2 separate regions of the Anas platyrhynchos genome follow, and region 1 is linked to region 2. The links are chromatin contacts, called in public Hi-C maps. All regions are on one chromosome and are shown on one strand. The core of a region is the stretch at or near the end of the contact, and the rest is flanking DNA. Distances in the headings are between cores, read along the strand shown.

Region 1 (4,292 bases), core at 389-2,888, 36 kb after region 2:
ACTTAAAACAAACAAACAGAAAGAGATACACACACAAAAGAACACTTCTACTTCCAACCTTAAGCTTTTGCATAGAAATCTATTACCTTGTTTTCACATAAAGCTTTCAGACCTTTCTTTCCTGAAAGAGATTGAATGGGAATTCTTGACAGACTAGAAGCATTAAAAGGGAAAAGAAAGCTTCAAAGCTGAAATCAAGTTAAAGTTTCCCTCAACATCTAGATTGGATACGGTATGTAAGAAAGCTTCAAATTATTAAAGCCTGCTACACCTTTTCACGAACACAAGAAAAATCAATGGTTAACTTAGGCTTACTTCACTGTTTCCACAACAAAAGATTCTCCACCTCCTTTAGTAAGAAGACTGACAAGCAATAGAGTATTTTAGTTTAGCAAGTTGGTTTGCTTTAAGCAGTATTTTCTTTACAGTGTAAGTACCACCTTAAAGTGAACTGCGAACAGCACGGTGAAACCCCAGATGTCTTATAGCTGGAATAAGTTGTGGTGCTTCTCCGTTTCCTCTTTAAAACCCAAAGCAGTATACAACCCACCTGCAGAATAATTTAGGAACTGGAATTCATTATAAATCAGATTTTGTGCATCTGTCATTAACCTCTCACTAGAGATGCAGCTGGAACCTACAGCAATTAGAACCAGGCATCTGTAAGACTTGTATAACAAACATCTCTCTCTCACAAGACGCCACAGGTACAGAGAAGCCAGCAGAACAAAGCCACTTCACTGTGCGACGCTCACTGCAGCCTTCACTTCCTCGTGGTGCGGTCCTGGCAAGGCAAACACGGCTGTCTGGCTGCGAGGGAAAGCTCGCCCACCTCCCTCGTCACAGCTTCCCCGCAGACACTGTAAACACGCTACAACGTGGCGTGTTAAAGCGCCCGACATGGCAGCCGGGGGATCTCTTACCCTCACTCCGGGGAGGCTCCGAGCACCGCCTCACGCCTCCTCTCTCCGCTGCGCTGCCTGCAAGCGCCCTTTGACACGCTGCGAGGAGACATAGCGGGATTTCCCCGGGACGACGCCAGCGCTCCCAGGGAGCAGCCACAAGTTTCCCCAAGAAGAAAGGAGGCTCAGCCCCACCGCCTGCGTACCTACAGCCGCGTACCCACCTGGCGGGGCTGGAGAGGGTTCAGGCAGCACACACCAGCGGGGCGGCAGGGGGCTGCTGAGGCACCCCGGGCACCTCGCCCGCCCCTCACCGCACCCGCCCGGCCAACAAAGGGACGAGCCGGCCGCGGGCCCTGCCGGGCTCGGACACCAGGGGGGTGGCGCCTCCGCCCCAGCCAGCCCCTCCGCCATGTTGTTGAAAGGAACCGCCGCGGACCCGCAGCCGCCCGCCGCCGCTCCCCTACCCCCCGCCTCCAGCACCGCGCACTGACCCCGCTCGCTCTCAACCCCCTCACCCCAATTCCTTTCCACCCTTATCTCCCCCTATCTTGCCCCTCAGACGCTCACCGGCCGCCGCGGGGAAGAGCAGCGCGGCCGCCGCCAGGCGCAGCGGGGCCCAGCCCGGCCGAGTGGCCGGTAGCGCCATGCTCCGGTCTCGAACCCGCAACGCCAGCCCCAGCGAGCGCGCGCGCGCGCGGCCCCGCAGCGCCTCAGCCCGCCCCGCCCCGCTCCTCGCCTCCCTCCTGCCGCTGCTGCCGCGGCCGCGGAGGCGCCGCCTGATTGGCCGCTCCCCCCCCCCTCCGTCCCCGTCCCCGTCCCACCCCCGCGGCGGGGCTGAGGGGCGGGCTGGGGGCTGGCGGCAGCCTCGCCGCTGAGCATCCGCTTTCGTCTGTCCGCCCGAGAGGGCTTCCGGCAGGAGGCTCGTTGAGAGAGGGGAAGCAGCCCCAGGAGCTGAGGAATTCGTCTGTAGAAGCTGCCTGGGTGTGGGTGTGGGTTAGGGGAGGCAGGCAGAGCCCGTCCCGGTGCTGCCTCTGATGCGTTTCTCTCACACACGGGTGTAGGTGTAACGCACGGGCGCTGTGACAGCTTGCTCACAGACCCGCTGGCAGCCGTATAGAGGAAGCTCAGCCTTCGTGATGCTAGCCCCGCAGCCCGCCTGCAGCTCAGGAGCAAAGGATTTGTCTTCCTGTAGCCTAAAAGGTCATAGGGTAGAGCCTACCTGCATCAGGATGAGATAGGGTAGAGCCTACCTGCATTAGTATAAGGCTAGAACCTTTCTAGACCCCGTTTGCAGCTCCCACGTTATTTCACACATTCATTAAAGCAGGTTATTACACCAGGATTATCCGCGGTTTAAACATGGGTTTGTTCCATACCTCTACTAGAACACGGTGGCCTTTAGATACATTGCATAAAATATGCAGGACCCAGAGAGTGGAACATTTGATCTATACTTAGTCTTATTTCTTGCAAGAATTTATTATTTCTTGCAAGAATTATGGACAGGTTTTGAATAGTCTTTTACTTTCCACCTTCCAGAAAGAAAGCAAATACTTGAGCATGTATGGGAGGTTCAAACAGCACTCTGTAATGCAAGAAAAACACGTGCTGAGGAGCTACATAAAGCATTAAAATGTAACCAGTTTTGAAAAGGGACAAGTGATGACAGGAAATTACACAGAACAAATTGTTCTATGGATTAGCTTTTGACTAAGATCAAATATACGAATACTCATAAGTAGATTTACTTAAACAAATGGGCACTAATAAAAATCGTTCAGTTTTTGAAGCAAAAGTGTATGGAAATGTGGTACTAACAGCGACCGCAATGTGGTCGAACAGCCGTGGTTATACTGCTATATGGTCTAACAGAAACGTGGTACTAACAGCTCTGTCAGTCTTTTAGGATAAGAAGTACTGTATCAGGCTAACAAAAATTTCTAGTTAATCTGTGTTTCAACAAGAAAATATGTATGGTTAGTGGTAGTGCAAGAGGAAATAAGATGTTGCAAAACTTCATTTGCAGTTTTTATAGTTTTCTCTTCATTTAATTAGCTGAATTTTATGTTTTTTAAACTGTTTGGTGCATTGTGACATTTACAAGTTACGGTCAGTAAGAGGAAAAATACTGAACGTGTAATATTTTCCAAGTCAACAGAATAAGCTGTTTTCCATCAAAAAAGCCAAAAAAAGCCCCCAACACAACAAAGAAAACCAGATCCTTTATTTTCTCAAGCAATTTTACTCAAATTAGCACAGAAAGAATGAAAGTACTTATTTGCTTCCCTTTTCTGTAAGCTCACAAATCAGAAACTTTAGCAGAAGACTGTGATGCTGCTAAATCAGAGGCAAGCAGCAGATTATCATTATTATTATTATTTTGTCACTGCTTTATAGAATACCCAGAGTTTTTACACATCTAACTTTTATAGATATTGCCAGGTTTACCTCATCTGTCCCTCCAAAACTAAATACAGTGAGATCTTAAGTAAGCAAACCCAGTTCATTATCCCCATTATCAGGAGGTCAGTTAAAAGGTGTCATATGTCTTAAAATTTTCCTTTTAATTCACTGTCTGTGAAACATGACAGATCCGTATCTCAGAATTATGAATCAGGTAGCACTGCTTCATACTGCTTCAGTATACAGTTGCTTGGGCCTTACAGCTTACACTAGTTATCCTACAGCTAGTAGGTTTGCAAGTATATTGCAGCGTTGTAAGTTCTTAGTTTGCACTTAAGCAGATTGCAGTGATGGCAGTTTTAATGGTGCTGCTATTAAACCCCTCAAACTTTGTTTCCTACAGTTACAATGTCCAGCTTAATTTGAAATCAGGTATGGTATATTCACAAAGGGCAGTGTTGACTGTAAGTCTCATAGAATCATTAAGGCTGGAAAAGACCTCAAAGATCATCTGGCCCAACCATCACCCTATTACCAATATCACCCGCTAAACCATGTACCTATGCACCAGGTTGAGCCTTTCCTTGAACATCCCCAGGGACGGGGACTACACCACCCCCCTGGACAACATATTCCAATGCCTGACTACTCTTTCTGAGAAGAAATGTCTCCTCATTTCCAACCTAAACCTCCCCTGGCACAACTTGAGGCCATTCCCTCTAGTCCTATCACTAGTCACCTGCAAGAAGAGGCCAACATGCAGCTCCCCACACCTTCCTTTCAGGTAGTTGCAGAGAGCAATGAGGTCTTCCCTGAGCCTCCTCTTCTCCAGACTAAACAACCCCAGTTCCCTCAGCTGCTCCTCACAGGACTTGTGTTACAGGAAGATGCCTTGGAGCCCTTGGGCCATGATCCCGGCGAGGGCCTCTCTGTGAGGGCAGCTTCTTGGAGACAGGACACCATGGGGCCGCCTGCTGTGTCCAG
Region 2 (4,557 bases), core at 653-3,152:
GGAGGGCAGGAGGTGCTCCAGGCAGGCAGCAGCAGTTCCCCTGCAGCCTGTGCAGGGAGAGGCCCCTGGTGGAGCAGGCTGTCCCCCTGCAGCCCATGGGTCCCACATGGAGCAGATCTCCACGCTGCAGCCCCCCCACGGGTGGAGGAGCCCCCGGTGGAGCAGGTGGATGTGGCCTGGAGGAGGCTGTGGCCCATGGAGAGCCCCTGCAGGAGCAGGCCCTGGGCCGGAGCTGCAGCCCGTGGAGAGGAGCCCACTCAGCAGCAGGGGTCTGGGGGGAGCTGCCACCCACCCATGGGCGACCCGTGCTGGAGCAGTTTGCTCCTGGGGGATGGATGGGCCCCGTGGGACAAAGCCGTTTGGGAGCAGTGTTTGAAGAGCTGCTGCCTGTGGGCAGCCCCTGCAGGCTCAGTTTGGGAAGGACGGCATCCCGTGGGAGGGACCCAACGGGGAGTAGAGGCAGAGTGACCATGAGGGAACAGCAGAGACAAAGCATCAGGGACTAATGGCAGCCCCCATTCCCTGTTCCTCTGAGCTGCTTGGAGGAGGAGGAAGGAGAGGGTGGATGGGGGGAGAAGGAGTTTTTAGTTTCTCACTGCTCTAACTTATTGGTAATAGGCAATAAATTACATTAATTTCCCTGTGCTGAGTCTGTTTTGCCCATGGTGATGATTATTAAGTGATGTCCCTGTCTTATCTCAACCCTTGCACCATTTTCATTATTTTTTCCTTTGAGGAGGGGGTGGGGAGTGAGACCAGTTGTAGAGGAACTCAGCTGCCCAGCTGAGTAAAACTACAACCCTGTGCAGGCATTACTATGTTACACATACCATGGTGTATATAGCCTGCTGTGGGCAGACATGTTATGGTGGCTGCCTTCTATTCCTAGCTGATGTCTGGTAACGCACTCAAACATCTCCTTCATGAAGTCATACATCAAGCAGATGTTCCTGATGAGATATTCCTTAATGTGATAAAAAGCTAGTTTTTAGATAACCGTATTACGTAGTTCTTGCAGCTAGCAATTTAGCAATTCAAGAATGAAATTCTGGACTGAGTTCAAGAAAGTAATGTGCTTAGAACAACTCAAAGAGTCTGTTATGCCTGCACCATTTTCTTTTCATGCTTTTTATACATAAGAGGACTGGTAGACATCCAAGCTCTTCTCTTTCCTAACATAACATTGTTTATTATGAGATTCACAACACTTGTTTGGTTTTTAAGTTACATTTCCTCTGCCTTCGACTCTTGCACTTTTTCATTAATGTAGATTGTCCATGTAACATGACAGCATTTTGAGAGATTTATGGTATTTGGCTTCTTTAGGCAAATATCTTAGAGATTTCTCCTAAAGAAATTTAAATCCATGACATCCCTTTCTGATTTCATCAATTTTTTAGTTTTCAAAATAGCTGTTCAAGCTCTGCAGCTAGTGCCCAAGTAACGTGAATAGAAACACAGAGTAACAAGAAGCTTTCACCATATCTGTGCCTTCAAATCTTTCACTATCCTAAATTGAACAAATTTCTGGAAGGATTGACAATTTTTTTTTTTTTTTTTTTTTTTTAACTGTTTTTTGACTAAGCTAGTCCTTTGAGGGGGAACTGTCTACACATCTTAAACAGCCACAAACCACCAAAGTCATTAAAAGCTAACAGTATCCTGAGAAATATGTTAATACTTCAACTGAAGAAGCTGAGGTCTGCTGGGCAAGCTAGAATAAAAATGAAAAGGTTTGAAATCTCTGCCCTCACCCAGCATATTTTTTGAAGCTTTCTGAGCTGTGCTGGGTCTGGCTGGGTTGGAGTTAACTTTCCCTGCAGCAGCCCATACAGAGCTGTGCTCTGCACATGTACCTAGAACAGCAGTGGTATCACACCAGTGTTGTGTCTACTGCAGAGCCCTGCTGGCACAGCAGCATCAGGACTCCCTCCAGACCCAGCAGGCTGGGGGTGGGCAAGAAGTGAGGAAGGAACATCACCGTGCCAGCTGACCTAAACCAACCAAAGGGATATTCCATACCATGCGGTGCCACACTCAGCAATAAAAGTGGAAAAAGGAAGGAGAGGGGAGGGGTGGGCTCTTGTTATGAAAACGCCTGTCCTCCTAAACAACGGGGCTAAGTGTATTGAGGCCCTGCTTCAAGGATGTGGTCAAGCATAGCTAGTTGGTGGGAGGTAACTTTCCTCTCTCTCTGTGCTTTAACACAGCCGTTGCTCTTTACCCCCCCACCCCCTTTCCTCTTCCCCTTTAAATTATTCAATTTTCCCTTAACATTTTTTCCCTTAATAATTATTTTTCCTTTAATTAAATTATCCTTATCTCAACCTGTGAGGTGTTTTTTTCTTCTCTTCCTTTTCTGGGGAGGGGGAGCGATAGAGCACTTGTGATGTTCAGCTGCCTAGCAAGGTAAAACCACTGCATGAACTTGTAACAAACTCCATACAAGTCCTTTTTTTTTTTTTTCTTCCTATCACCTCTGCCTCCCTCCAGCAGGCTCCCCTATTTTGCAGGCCCTGACAATGTTTGCCCTTTTCTGCCTACTCCCCTTCGCGCTCCAGAACCTTCCCAGACAAGCATCAGTGCCAGCTTACTTCTTTTTTGGTGGTTTGGACCTGGCAGGACTGGATTGACAGCCACAACTCCTTTAAACAAAATGCAACGTACATTAGCAAGCAATGATCCACAATTACCACCTGTCAACATTTTATCTGGCCACATAATGCATCCCACAGCATAGAAAATAATAATAATAATAATAATAATAATAATAATAAAATTTTTTTTTTTTTCAGTTAAGAAAAAGTTGTCTGTAACTTGGCTTGGTCTTTATGGATTTTCAAAGCCTTCACTTTTCTTAGCTATTAGTTGGCATTTATCTTAGGTTCTACACGTTTTGCTACTTACGGAAGTTTCTTTGCAGTAAGTATTCTAAGACCATACATAAGATTTTTGAGGGAGGTAAGTTTATTGACTCTTCCAAAGAAGTCTGAAAAATGACAGTAAAAATCTTTAAAACAAAGGATGAGGTTTTTTTTTTTTTTTTTTTTTTCTTTTTAACTTTCAGGATCTTTACCATAGTGATTAAAATGACACCCTGCACCTAGCCTGCATTAACTCTCTCTGCTGGGCTCATCAGTTTGATTCATTTTGAAATGTTGGGAACTTCATTTGTTTAGGATAAAATGACCATAAAGAGGTAGAAATGTCTGATTTGCAGCATTCCTAATAGTGTAATTTCACATTTTTTGGGCCTCTCAGTGAATAAATCTTGTAACAAAACAGTAAAGGAACTAAAGTTCAAAAGTTCATTATACTACCTTGCTGCAGAAGGGTGCATTTTGATTGGTTTTGATTTTTAAAGCAGAAAATACACCTCAGTTTCCCTGAGACATTTTCTCCTTGAACACTTTGAATTTTGATAGCAAACACCAACTATGCTGAACGAGCAGCGTAAAGTAGCATGCAAACCTTGAATTCAGCAGTTCTTCTAAAATGATCTATGATTCTAAAACTGCAAAAGAGCCTCACTTAGAAGTAACTTGGTTAAGTGTTTGATATTTACAGATTTTCATTTTTTTTTTTTTAATTAGGCACACCTCAGAGCAAGTCCCATGAAAGATGACCACATACACTTTGTCAACTCCTTGTAGCAATGTAAAAATATCATGCAAGACTATATTGCACCCAGATCAAAAACCACCTGACAAGAACATCTAATTGCCATCAGATGTATTTTAGTAACCTAACTTCAACCTAAATCTTATCCTGAAAGCATCAAACATAGAAATCCACATTCAATGAAAATTAAGCTTGATAGATGTCAACACTATTATGCTATTTTGAGGCCATACATTTTCTCTGACAGATTTACGAGAGGAACATAGGATTTTATTTTACTGATTTTTTTTTGTTGTTTTTAGTGTTGGGGAAGGCTTTCCTCTAGTCATTCATTGGAGAAGCACAAGCATGTTTTCAACCAAATAATCATACCTTCTGTGAAAGATGAACACATTTTGATACTGCTTTTGTTTTTCTCTGGATACCTTAAGGATTCCCAATACAGTTCAGAGAGAGTTTACTAGAAGCTATGCTGGTGATTTCGGAATGCCCTAACAGCTAAGAGGGCAAACCGTATTCTGGGGTACATTAAACACAAAACAGCCATCTGGTCAAAAGAGGTGATTAGAGGTGCCATTGTAATTAGTGCATGGGAATAGCATAAAGCTGAGGCAGGGGAGGTTTACATTAGATATCTGGAAAGATTCCTTCATTGCAACAGGCATCCTCGCAAGGTGGTTGATGCCCCATGCCTGTCAGTGTTCGAGAAGCATCCTGGACAATGCCCTTAGTAACATGCTCTAACTTTTGCTTAGCCCTGAAGTGGTCAGGCAGTTGGACTTGATGATCTTTGTAGGTGCATCCCAACTAGCTATTCTAATTTCAATTAAAATGGCTGCACATAAGGCCAAGACATCTTACTTTTGTTGCTGTGTCTGCATCTTAATTCCTTCAGAAATATAACATCAGTTTATAACTGAGTTTTGAACAGGAGCA

The links. Hi-C and Micro-C count contacts between places; a contact is called where the count stands out from the background.
Region 1: a contact with region 2 is called in a Hi-C map of small yellow follicle, with 2.3 times the contacts expected there. The contact joins the promoter of TGFBR1 here to the enhancer-like site in region 2. A contact is called at or near these places in 5 of 8 Hi-C or Micro-C datasets (F1 follicle, F5 follicle, skeletal muscle and 2 more).

The regions. Positions count from the first base shown.
Region 1 is chr2:112,708,947-112,713,238 of IASCAAS_PekinDuck_T2T, forward strand. TGFBR1 (transforming growth factor beta receptor 1) reads right to left here and starts at 1,639. Exons shown (of 9, transcript XM_038174427.2): 1 at 1,473-1,639. The coding sequence starts at 1,551.
Region 2 is chr2:112,673,134-112,677,690 of IASCAAS_PekinDuck_T2T, forward strand. No RefSeq gene overlaps it. Among named protein-coding and RNA genes, the nearest start is that of RECK, 15 kb to the left of the region's middle. Within about 2 kb of position 1,903, at least 4 of the 8 cell types and tissues checked have an H3K27ac peak or open chromatin away from gene starts, as enhancers often do. A contact at or near this core is called in F1 follicle, F5 follicle and small yellow follicle, where this site is marked.